Linked DNA regions of Mus musculus: region 2 is linked to region 1. A link is a contact called in public Hi-C data. All regions are on one chromosome and are shown on one strand. The core of a region is the stretch at or near the end of the contact, and the rest is flanking DNA. Distances in the headings are between cores, read along the strand shown.

What was found. Hi-C and Micro-C count contacts between places; a contact is called where the count stands out from the background.
Region 2: a Hi-C map of rod photoreceptor shows a contact between it and region 1, with 3 times the contacts expected there. The contact joins the promoter of Prkd1 here to the enhancer-like site in region 1. A contact is called at or near these places in 8 of 39 promoter capture datasets (the 3T3-L1 cell line, 3T3-L1-derived adipocytes, cranial neural crest and 4 more) and 1 of 484 Hi-C or Micro-C datasets (rod photoreceptor).

The regions. Positions count from the first base shown.
Region 1 is chr12:50,437,530-50,443,402 of GRCm38.p6, forward strand. The region is part of intron 2 of Prkd1 (protein kinase D1); the gene reads right to left. Among named protein-coding and RNA genes, the nearest start is that of Prkd1, 210 kb to the right of the region's middle. Within about 2 kb of position 4,567, at least 2 of the 459 cell types and tissues checked have an H3K27ac peak or open chromatin away from gene starts, as enhancers often do. A contact at or near this core is called in rod photoreceptor, where this site is marked.
Region 2 is chr12:50,645,988-50,651,989 of GRCm38.p6, forward strand. Prkd1 (protein kinase D1) reads right to left here and starts at 3,262. Exons shown (of 19, transcript NM_008858.4): 1 at 2,729-3,262. The coding sequence starts at 2,986.

The DNA.
Region 1 (5,873 bases), core at 3,317-5,816:
TCAGTTACACATATGATAAATTTTCATCTAACCCACCTCTCATTCTTTCCTCTCTAGTTCTTTCTTTCCCATACCTCAACATCCATTTTTCTTCCCAATTGCATGTGCTCTCTTCTAGATTAACCAACTATACCCAATTAGAACTACCCATATGTGTTCCTTCCTCAACACTCAACAGTACTGGCTGCCAACAGCTCTTCTGCTAGGGATGAGATTTCATCCATGACTGACCCTATCCATGCTGTAACTATGTTTGGCTTGATTTTGCACAGGTCTTGTGCATATTGTTATGGTCACTGACTCTTCATATATCCAGTGGTGCTGTCATGTCTGGCAAATACTGTTCCCCAGCAGATGCCCATCACTTCTGGCTCTTAGTGATCTTTTTAACCCTTCTATGATAATTCCTGAGCCTTCTGGGAAGGGAGTATGATACAGATGTCACATTTAGAGCTGAATATTTCACAGTCTGTTATTATCTAGATGTTGAACAGTTGTGGTACTCTTTGTTAATCAGTATCTACTATAAAAAAGTATCTCTGACGGGGGTTGATAGATGTACTAATCTTTGAGTATAAAGATAATAATCTAACTGGCAATTTATTAGTGTCTATTTAACAAAACATTGCTAGAAGGCTCTTCAGTACACCCTATGACTGCCCAGAAACAAGTTGTTGGTTCAGTTAATGGCACCAGGCAAAATTCTATCTTGTGGATCAGAACTTGAATCCAATCAGAAAGTAGCTGATTATTCCTGGACTATCTATGCCACAATTATACAAGTAGGAATATCTTGCCAGGGCAGTTGTATTGGTTATCACAATGTTCACAGCTGAGTAAGACTTTTGATGACCTCTCCCCAGTACTGTATAGAGAATCATCCTGGAGAGAATATTCCAGCACTACGAAAGCTAGCATTGAAAGCCTCCTAGCCAGGACCACCCTTATTACTCCTTGTCTAAAGTATGTGGTGCATTCAGCAGTAGGAACTTCCCACCCAGTTCTCACAGGATAGCAAGGCTATGGCAGTAGGCTGTAATATAGGTTTATACCAATACCTTATAGTGAAAGACTTTTCATTTCTATTCATTTCTGAGTATTAAAAATCTTCATTTATATTTTCCAGTAAGGGTTGTTGAAATATATTTACCTTAATTAAAATTTGTTCACTTTACATACAGTTGACTATATGTAGACCCCAACTGAAAAATACACATTAACCCAGTAATCCACACCCAAATTCTTATGGGTCCTTTTATACAAACTATCCTCTCCTAAACTCTCCCATGGTAATCTTTAGTTTTTTTTTTTTTTTCTTTCACAGAATATCAAACAGGTTCTGACTCTATCTGCCTATCTGTCTGTCTGCCTGTCTGTCTATCTATTCATCCATCTATCTATCTATCTATCTATCTATCTATCTATCTATCTATCTATCTATCTATCTATCTATCCAAAGCATCAGGTAGCCACCCATATTGTGAGCAGCTGCAGCCCAGAGTTCTTCTGTTGCTGGGCACTACTTGATTCGGGTGAAAAGTCTTAATTCCTATTTACTATTTCATTTCTTTCACCAACAGCAACCTAGAGATTTATTAGGGTCCCAGAGCAGAGGAACAGCTATGAGTTAAGGGAAGAAAAGGCAGGGAACTCGGAATAGCAAACCCAGGAAGAGGTGCAAGATGAAAGATGTGGCACCAAACCTCTGTGATGAAGTTAGCTCCTCTGCCTATTTTGATTAAATGAGAGCATTGTTTTACATCCATTAGTTGCTTCTTTTCAGCAATGCTGTGGTTTGTAGGAAGGACTTCACACCTGCTAGGCAAGCAGTTGACCCCTGAGTTACTTCCTCAGCCCCTCCAAAGCAGGACTAAGGGCTTTGCTATTAAATTAAGAATGTATAAAAATATATTCACTAAAAACTAGTCTCTACATGCTCTTCAAAACCAATACACTGAAAGCAATCCTTTTCCTCAAATTTATTGGTCATAACTTCCTAAATATTTGAATATACACCATTTTTTGCAGAAGTTTAAAGGAATAGGGATTGTAAACATGACCAAAATATAATATGCATGCATAAAAATGATACAGTGCAATCTATTATTTTGTACAAAATAATACACTCTAATAAAATTTACAAAAAAAGATGTTTTCTTCGTACATACTTTTACACAGGTATATGGATAACTTAAATGCCAATCTATACTTAGAAAAACAGAATGAACAATTGAGCAATCTTCCTAAATACTCCACAGTACATGACTTCATTGATATTTTTACCTATTTATAAGATGTAGCATCTGTCCATAACTTATTTTTTTCTTTCAAATGGCTATAATTAACTCAAAGAATATTTGTCAAAATAATTTAAATGAAAAATATATTCCAAGTACTATATTACTTTGTACCATATTCATTTGGTATATAAAATTATGACAGACACATTTCAAGAAATAAACATATTTTGTACCTTTATTAAAGTTTAACTCTAAATATAATACTCAAATATAATCCCAAACAGTAAAACTTCTCATGGGAAATCTAGAAGAAAACGTTTTTTATTTTTATTTTTTTTCCTCCCCGAGCCCCTTGGCTTTCCTTGCTTTGCTTTATTTATTTATTTATTTACTTACTTACTTATTTACTTATGGGAGGATGAGGTGGGAACAGAACTGCCCATATCTTGAGTGGGTCTCAAAGTTTCTATGTAATCAAGATGACCCTGAATTTCTGATCTTCCTTGAGCTGCAGGAGTGCTGGCATTACAAACATATGTCATCACTTCCATAGCGCATGGAGCTTAGTCAAATCAAGGGCTTTATTTTTTTTTCCATTTTTTATTAGGTATTTAGCTCATTTACATTTCTAATGCTATACCAAAATTCCCCCATACCCACCCACCCCCACTCCCCTACCCACCCACTCCCCCTTTTTGGCCCTGGCGTTCCCCTGTACTGGGGCATATAAAGTTTGTGTGTCCAATGGGCCTCTCTTTGAGTGATGGCCGACTAGGCCATCTTTTGACACAAGGGCTTTATAAACAAAAGGAAACAGTCGACCAACACTGAAATTTCTTAGGTACTAAGAAAAAGTACATCTCAGATCTGAAAAATGATAAAACAACAAATCAAAAATATTTCATTTTGGGGAGGAAATATAGCCACTTGGAAATTAATTTGGTGGTTTCTTATAAAATTGGGAATAGATGTACTTCAAGACCCAGGTGTATCACTCTTGGGTATTTATCAAAAAGATGTTCCACGATACCACAAGGACATTTGGTCAACTATCTTCATAACAGCTTTATTCATAATAGATAGAAACTTGAAACACCCTGTATGTTCCTCAAGTGAAGAATGGATAAAGAAAAGTGGTTCATTTAGACAATGGAGTATTACTAAGCTATTTTTTAAAAAAATGACTTTATAAAATTTGGAAGCAGCCAGGCGTGGTGGCGCATGCCTTTAATCCCAGCACTCAGGAGGCAGAGGCAGGTGGATTTCTGAGTTCTGGTCTACAAAGTGAGTTTCAGGACAGCCAGGGCTACACAGAGAAACCCTGTCTCAAAAAAACCAAACAACAACAAAATTTTGGAAGCAAATGAATGGAACTAAGAAATATCATCTTGAATGACATTAAAAAAAAGACACAGAAAGTTAGACATGGTATGCACTCACTTATAAATGGATTCTAAATATCACAATCCAGAAGCCCAAAGAAGCTAAGTAACAAGGAGAGTCCAAAGGGGTTGGCTTGAATCTCACTTAGAAGGGGAAATAGAATAAACACCTGGGGAGACAGAGAGAGGAGACTCAATGGCAGGGGAAGTATAAGAACAGGAGGGATCAGATGGGGGAAGACAGAGGAAGAGAGGAAGAGAGGGAGAGGGGGAGAGGGGGAGAGGGGGAGAGGAGAGGGAGGGAGGGAGGGAGAGAGGGAGAGAGGGAGGGAGGGAGGGAGGGAGGGAGGGAGGGAGGGAGGGAGAGAGGGAGGAAGGGAGGGAGGGAGAGAGGGAGAGAGGGAGGGAGAGAGGGAGGAAGGGAGGGAGGGAGAGAGGGAGAGAGGGAGGGAGAGAGGGAGAGAGTCCTGGTAAAGACAAGTGTAATCAGGTTGGGAGGCAGAACTCTGGGACAAAACTAGAATCTAGGAAAATGGAAACTCCAAGGAAGCTAGGAAGATAACTCCAGCTAAGACTCCTGGCAATGGATATGAAGCCTGAAACACCTATCACCAGTAAGCAGGCAAGACTTCCAGTGAAGGGACTGGAACTCCAACCCAGCCACAAAACTTTCAACTCACAATCTGTCCAGCCTACAAGATATGCAGGGGTAAAGATAAAGTAAAAATTGAGGAAATTGCCAACAATAACTGGTCCAGGTTGAGACTAATGGCATGCAAGGGAACACACCCCTGACGCTCTTAATGATATTCTGCTATAGTTGCAGACAGGACTGTCATCAGAGAGGTTTCTAGTAGTAACTGATGGAGACGTATGCATAGACCCACAGTCAGTCACTAGGTGGAGCTTGGGCAATCCTATGGAAGAGTGAAGCAAGGACTGAGAGAGCCAGAGGGGTAAAGGACACCACAAGACACCCTATAGAACCAACTAACCTGGTCCAGTAGGAGCTTACAGAGACAGAATTGTCAGGTATGCAGTATGCATGAGACAGACCCAGGGCATCTGCACATATGTAACAGTTTTGCAGCTTGATCTTCATGAGGGACTCCTAACAGTGACAGCAGGGACTATCTCCAATTGCCTGTCTTTGGATCCATTTCCCCTAACTGGGCTTCCTTGTCTAGTCTAGATATGAGAAGATGAGCCTAGTTTTATGGGAGCAGTGGGGGATGGGGGAGAAAAACCATAGCCTGGTAGACAATGCTTATAATAAAATAATCAGATCTAGTTTCTAAGAGTGTTTCAATAGCTGTAAAGAAGCAAAATGCCATCATTAATATTAAATATATAACTGGTATAATTTTATTATCAAAATATCAGCATAAATATACTACGTAAATAATTATTTAAACAATCTGTTCGCTTATGCAACCCAATCAGTGAGACAGATAGGCTAACTGTGGATCTCCAGATCCAGTGCTCAAATTTACACCCAGCTCTTGATCAGAACACCTAGCACAGTCTCCAGTTCCACCCCCTGTAACCCACACTGCCTCCTGCACCTCTCATAGAACCCAAAGACCTTCCTTTCCTAAACTCCCCACCACATCTTTGATAAATCCTGGCCAATAACTCAAAGTAGAATCTTTAGGAACATAGGCAATGCTGACCAGGTAAGCAAGTAGGTTAAGGGCAGATTACTTCTCGCTCCTAATCCCATTCCCCAGTCTCACTGATAGCTCTATAGCAGACCTTCTGCTGTGGCTGCTCCTAAATCTCTGCTCCCATTTCAATGGGGTATAACTAAGCAGAACCTAGTGGAACACTCTGCTCTCCTCCCTCCTATGAACCCACTCAGCCCCACCCTGGCCCATCCCCATTCCTAAATGTCAGCTCCCATAGCTAAGAAACACATTTTAGATACAATTCATAGACACACCTAACAGGACTCCATAAAAAAATTGTACCAGGCAACATGTCCCCAATACACTTCTAAGAACCAGACAGGAAACAAAAACCAAAGAACAAAACACTCACCCAACAAAGACAAGATAATCAGCATCTAGAATTAGAATTTCCACAATGCAAGAAGCCGGATAGGAATATAAAAACACAATCAATAACAGCCCAGACAATATATCTGGATTGGAGCTGAAAAACTACAGCAGGACCTGAATAGTCCAACATAGCCGAAGCACAAGAAAAAGATTGTAAAAGAAACTTTATAAATGTGATAAAAATTCCTTAA
Region 2 (6,002 bases), core at 2,012-4,511, 210 kb after region 1:
ATCAACTGAATTGTCAGTGACTACTTCCATTGAGTTAAGCATCCATATTCGTATTCAGGGGCTCTTGAGCACAGACAAGATAAAAAGCCCCCTAATACTGAAGCAATAAATAAGAAGGACTATAAAATCAAGAGAACCTTCTGTTGAAAAGCCTCTATGTATTTATGTATGTCTCTCTCTCTCTCTCTCTCTCTCTCTCTCTCTCTCTCTCTCTCTCTCGTCATTCTTCCTCGTAGTTAATGTCTTCAGGAAGCATAAGAGAAAGCATGAGACAAAGGATAAAAGCCCCCCCCCAACTTCCTTACCTCCACATTTGCAAGCTGCCCACTACTGCAGTCACAGCACAAGAATTCTGTCTTGGCAAATAACATATCCCAAAATAGATGCAGAAGATACATAGATAACAAAATGACGCACAGGTAGATAACAGGCGATTGATAGTTACATGATTGATAGAGATAGCCAGAGAGATGATAGATGAGGAGGAGGACAAATACAGATAATAGGTTATTGATATCTAGAACGACAGATAATAGAATAACTGACAAGGCACACTGTCTAGACCCGTGACTTAGGGACTTATAATATTTGCTAAAATTCACATTTCAAAATAACTCAACTTGCCATACCCATAAAAACAAAAGGATATGGCTGTCCCAGGAAAACTTTTCAAACTTTTCTTTTGGTGAAGAACTGCATAATAAGCAGGATACATACAGGATTCCCTTAGAACACACAGTGGGGCTGGCTCCCTGCTCTCCAGCCTTCCTCCAGCTCCTCCCCTCATCCCCACCCCCAGATCTTGGCTCAGGTCTACACAGCACAACACTTGACTGCATTCCAGTTTTCTTTCTGCCATTACATTTTGGCCATTCTAAAACACCCTCCACAAAGCTAATGTGGATCTCAGATACGTGCGGTATGGATATCTCTCTTTTGAGAAGATTACCGAGTTTTCGGTTTTTTTGTTTTTTTACAATGTAAGTTCCTAATCATCTCAAGACTTTTTTTCCTAAGTGAACCTTCTGTGTATCTACTACTGAGGCTGTCCCAGCCTGCTTTGCCCTGCATGTCCTCTTGCTTGCACTTCTCCTGGGTACTGATAACACTCCCAGGCAGCAACCCAGAGTCAACTGTAAAATTCACTGTATCCAAACCCCAACCCAAACCTCTTGAATCATATTCCCCACTCAAAACCTCAAGGACAGACCAGAAACACAGAAACACACAGAGTTTAAGCAGGTCAAAACAAAGTTTGTATTAACTTAGCCCTTTTGGGATATTCTAACACTACACCATCTTCTTTAGAACTTACAGTTAGATTGTTGTTATAGTACCGAAGGGACTTTCTGAATAATTTCATTACATGTGTTGTGTATGCCTGTGTGGCAGTGCTTTTTAATTAATTAATCCATATCATAACAGAAATATTTGAAGGCTATACAGTGAGGCAGTCAGAGCCTAGAATACTTGCATAATTCACCATCCTGGGGGAGGGGGCGGCTGGATTCAGTACTTCAAGGGAACTACAAAGAGTTCAATTATATAACGAAAAAATATCACTCCCTTTAATTAACAAAACTTCAAGGCACTCACTGTTACTTGAGTCTGACCTCTAGAATTTTCACTTCCTGCATTAGTGGGTGCTTCCCCAGAGCAACTCCCTAGACCTCTGTACTCAGCACCACTATTTACACCGCTCAAAAAGCGTAAGACACGTTGTTCCAAACAGTTTAAGAAAATCCGCTCTTGACTGTTCATTAAAGGGTGAGAACTAGCCAGTCAGCCCTCCAGAGTTGAAAGTCAGCACCTTTAGCTAACTCCTCTATCTCTCTCTCCTCCCCCAGAACCCTGGCAGTCCATACTGTGAAGGAGTGGCACCAAGGGCCCTTCCCCCTTACATGAAGCATCCTTCTGGATGGCTGTGGAGATAACCTAACTTCAAAAGTGCACTGGAAACAATGATGGGTGGCCTAGCCCAGCTTTATGGGCCTCTCCCCAGCCAGTCTTTGATGACCACTATCCAAAGTCCCATAGCCTCAAACTTAAGAGCAAAGCCAGCACTGGATGTTCTTGGAACCACAGACCTTCTCACTACTCCAGTCTCCCAAGATCAGTGCATGGAAATTTAAGCCAAAAAACGCTGTAAATTTCAGGTTTTATTGTTGGAAAATGTTTCTAAGCTCGCACAGTGGTAGTACTAAATCCAGGGCGGACTTGGGTAGTGGTACCAACTCCTCGGTTGTTTTCACAGCTGGCTTAATCAATCACCCTTTCTTAAAAGCACTATTGGCAGGTGAGAAATTCCTGGCGTCCAGGTCACACCCGGAACTCCTCAGCATCAATTAGAGCTGAAAGAGGATGTAGTGGAAGGGAGTGGGGCTGAAAAAGCTCTGGGCTGTCCCAAGGGATCTCTGGCGCTGGAAAGCGGATCTGGTACCAGGTAGGCTCTGGTCCAGGGAAAAAGAGTCAGGACAGCCAGGAAACCTCAAGAATACGCCGGAGCGCGAGGAGAAAAGTGCAAGATTCCTTGAACTGTCATCGCAAGAAGGGAGGTAAAGGAGGTGAGAAGGCAGGCGTGCCAGAGAAGGAGCAGGAGGTCAGCCCCCAGGAAGACTGCGCGGCAGGCAGAGCAGTGCCTGGGGCTAGGGCATGCAGTCCGGCCACAGCCAGGCTGTACGGCGCAGGCGAGGTCGGCTGCAAAGTTGGTGGACCCGGGGCACCTTACCTTCTGGTCCACGATGGAACAAGCCATCTCCCGGACATGCGCCAGGCTGTAGTCGCCAGAGGAGTCCTGCAGGAGCAGCACCGGCTCGCGGCTCAGGCCGATCTGCAGATGGAACGAGATGCCCCCCGCCGGGGCGGCCCCAGGCGCCGGGAAGGGCGCGGGCCCGGAGCCTGGGACCAGCGCAGCGGCGGCAGCAGCCACGGCGGCCGCGGCGGGCAGGAGCGGGCTAGGCGGTCGCAGCAGCGGAGGGACGCTCATCGCGCCAGTGAGCCCCAAAGTTTGGCGGACGTGGGGCGCGGCGCCGCTGCCTGCGGCGGCGGAGAAGAACCACCAAACTTTCCGGGAAAGTCCGCGCGCGGGGACAGGGCGCGCGACCGGAGCTGGTGAGGGCGGGAGCCGCGAAGATGGCCGAGCGGAGCCGGGGCCGGCGGGCGGGCAGGCGAGCAGGCGGGCGCGCGGCAGCGCGGGGGAGGCGCCCAGCTACTGCGGCCGCGGCGCGCTCCGCTCCGGGGACCACGGCGGGTCCGCGCGACCGGCGCCGGCGGGGCGGGGCGGGGCGAGGGCGGCGCCGCGGAGCCGACGAGGGGAACCGGAGCCCGACGGGGAGCCGCCCCCTGCGCGCAGCAGCCGCCCCAGCCCACTCGGCGGACTCTAAAGCCGCGGACCCGCCCATTCAGGGCAGTCCTGACCACCCCCTTCCAAGCGCCCGCACAGGAGTGGACCGGGAAACGCCAGCCTGGTAGAGCCCACCTAACGGGGGACTCCCTCTGGGAGCCCTCGAGTTTGTTAAAGGGCCAGTCAGCTGACCTCTTTAAAACCGTGTCTCTCTTGTAATAGCGGAGTCTGTATCCTTTCCATCAACCCCACCTGCTCCACCCACCGCCTTCTTAAGGGTCTAAATAGGGTTCTTGCTTTCTACTTTGTTTTGTGTTTGGAACTTCTGTGTTTCAGCCTCTTCAAAACTGTCAACCTTAACCTGGCTTTCTAGGAGCAATTCCAGCCCCACACCCACAGCACTAATTTTGATCTGATTATACTGGTGGCTGGGCAAAAAGAGGTGCTTCAGAGACAGTAGAGCCTGACTATATTTCTGTCCTTTCTATCGGGATGGGTTCTTTGCATCTGTAGATGTACAGGGACCCTATTTGGTTTAACAGGCTGCAATGATTGTTATCAGAGGCCTTCTGATAATTCTTAGTAAATTCTGAACAGGCTCCATCTTGGCAGCGCTTCTTCTCACTTTAGTTTCCCCAATGTGTCCTCTTACATGCACAAGCACACAAACCATTTTTGCATATTTTCGTTTGCAGTGTGTTAATTTTGTTTTGTTTTGGTTGGTTTGCTTGTTTGTCTGTTTTTGATTAATGGTTCTCTTCTGGACCAGAACATTGAGATGTGGTTTTCTACAGAGTTGTGTTGTATGTCAGTAATGGAATCTTGAAATTCCCACCTACATATAGTCAATTCACTATTCTAGAAAACTCTCTAAATTAATGGTACAAACGACTATTTGAGTAGACTGGATAGGGGTGTCGTTCCTAAGTTTACAGACTGCTTTAAAGGAACTAGTTTTACCTAAGCCATCTGTGCTTTCTAGCTATCATAGCTCTGAACACAGGACTTCTGTCCCAGAGTCTGCGGGCACTAGCTATCCACTTATGAAGTCAGACTATGTTCTTGCCATAACTGATTACATTGAAAATATAAAAGTAAGACAGTAAATGAAGTTAGTTCTGACAGCAACAATTGCCATAAATAACAGTAACACAGTGGTTAACAGCAGTAACCATGATCAAGAACATGAGGCTCAACACTTTGACCAGTGAAGAAAACAAATCTTTCCTGGGGTGTTTCCATTTGAGCCAAGGACTGGTTGATGGGAAGGACTGGTCTTAAGACAAGCTTAGGTAATGGTCTTCAAGTCATATAGCATGCAAAAGACCCCAAGAGAGGGCTTACTGCACTTGCTTAAGGCACAGAAGAAATGAGGCTGGAGGGCAAATAGGAACCAGTTCTTCAAAGCTGTGCTAAATTGTTTGTGGTTTATTCTCAATGCACCACTGAACCACTGGGAGGATTTCAACAAGCCAGTAGATGTGATTAACATGTTTTGAAGGAACATTCTTTGACTGTTATGCAGGAAGCAAATCGCAAGCGAAAGGAATAAAAGCAGGGGCAGTAGGTTAGGGACCCTAGCTGTTGCCCCTCCCTCTACAGGATCATCATGATGGTAGTGGAGGTGCTGAGAAACAAGAGGCTAGAGTTCTTAATGTGGAGGCAGGATGGAGACCCTGCTGTTTACGCAGATTCTCCAATGGTAGGGAAATAGAAGTGTCACCAAGGACTCTATGGTTTTTTGAGAAATGTGTGTGATTCTCTGCTGCTAATAATTGAGACAGAAAACAGAAAAGAAGCAGGTTGGGGAGAAGGACGATTCATTCTCTAAGCATTTCGTTTGAAATGACACTAAACAGTCAAATGGTAATAACCAGAACAGGAATTATGAGCCCCATATTCAAGGAACAGAAGTGGGTCAAGACTACATTGGAGGTCAATTCAAAGCTAGACAAGGTTTCTCAGAACAACTTCACATACTCATCAATTTTATGAGAGAGAGAGAGAGAAAAACACGGGTGAACCACTTTGGAAGAAAAATCTGTGAATAACTCCTTATGCTGTATCCATGATGTGAAAGATTCTTGTAGGGTGCTGGAAATAGTTGAAAAGGAAGCAAAAGACAGAAACAGACCAAGAAATTGAAATTATTTTAAAGAACCTAAGCCATTACTAGATGAAGAAAAAAAAAAAGGAAGCAACACAAAGACACAACAAAACTTAAAGCAGCTTGAACTCTATAGCCAGCAGAACCTCACACACACACACTCTCTCTCTCTCTCTCTCTCTCTCTCTCTCTCTCTCTCACACACACCCTCTCACACACATACACACACACACTCACACACACACTCACACACACACTCACACACACACTCACACACACTCACACACACACACTCACTCACACACACTCACACTCAAACACACACACTCACATACACACAGAGTTGACAGTTCCAAGTTTCTTTCCTATGGGGAGCTGGATTGAGACAGCATCTCACTCTGTAGGCAAAGATGACCTCAATGGGCTATGGTCCTGTTTCCTCCTCACCGGAGCTGGAGCTGGAGCTGGGATTTCAGCCATGTGCCACACCCAGTGAGTGTGGAAATTGTTATGGTAGGCATGTGAAGACTGGAAGGCTGCGAACTGGTACTA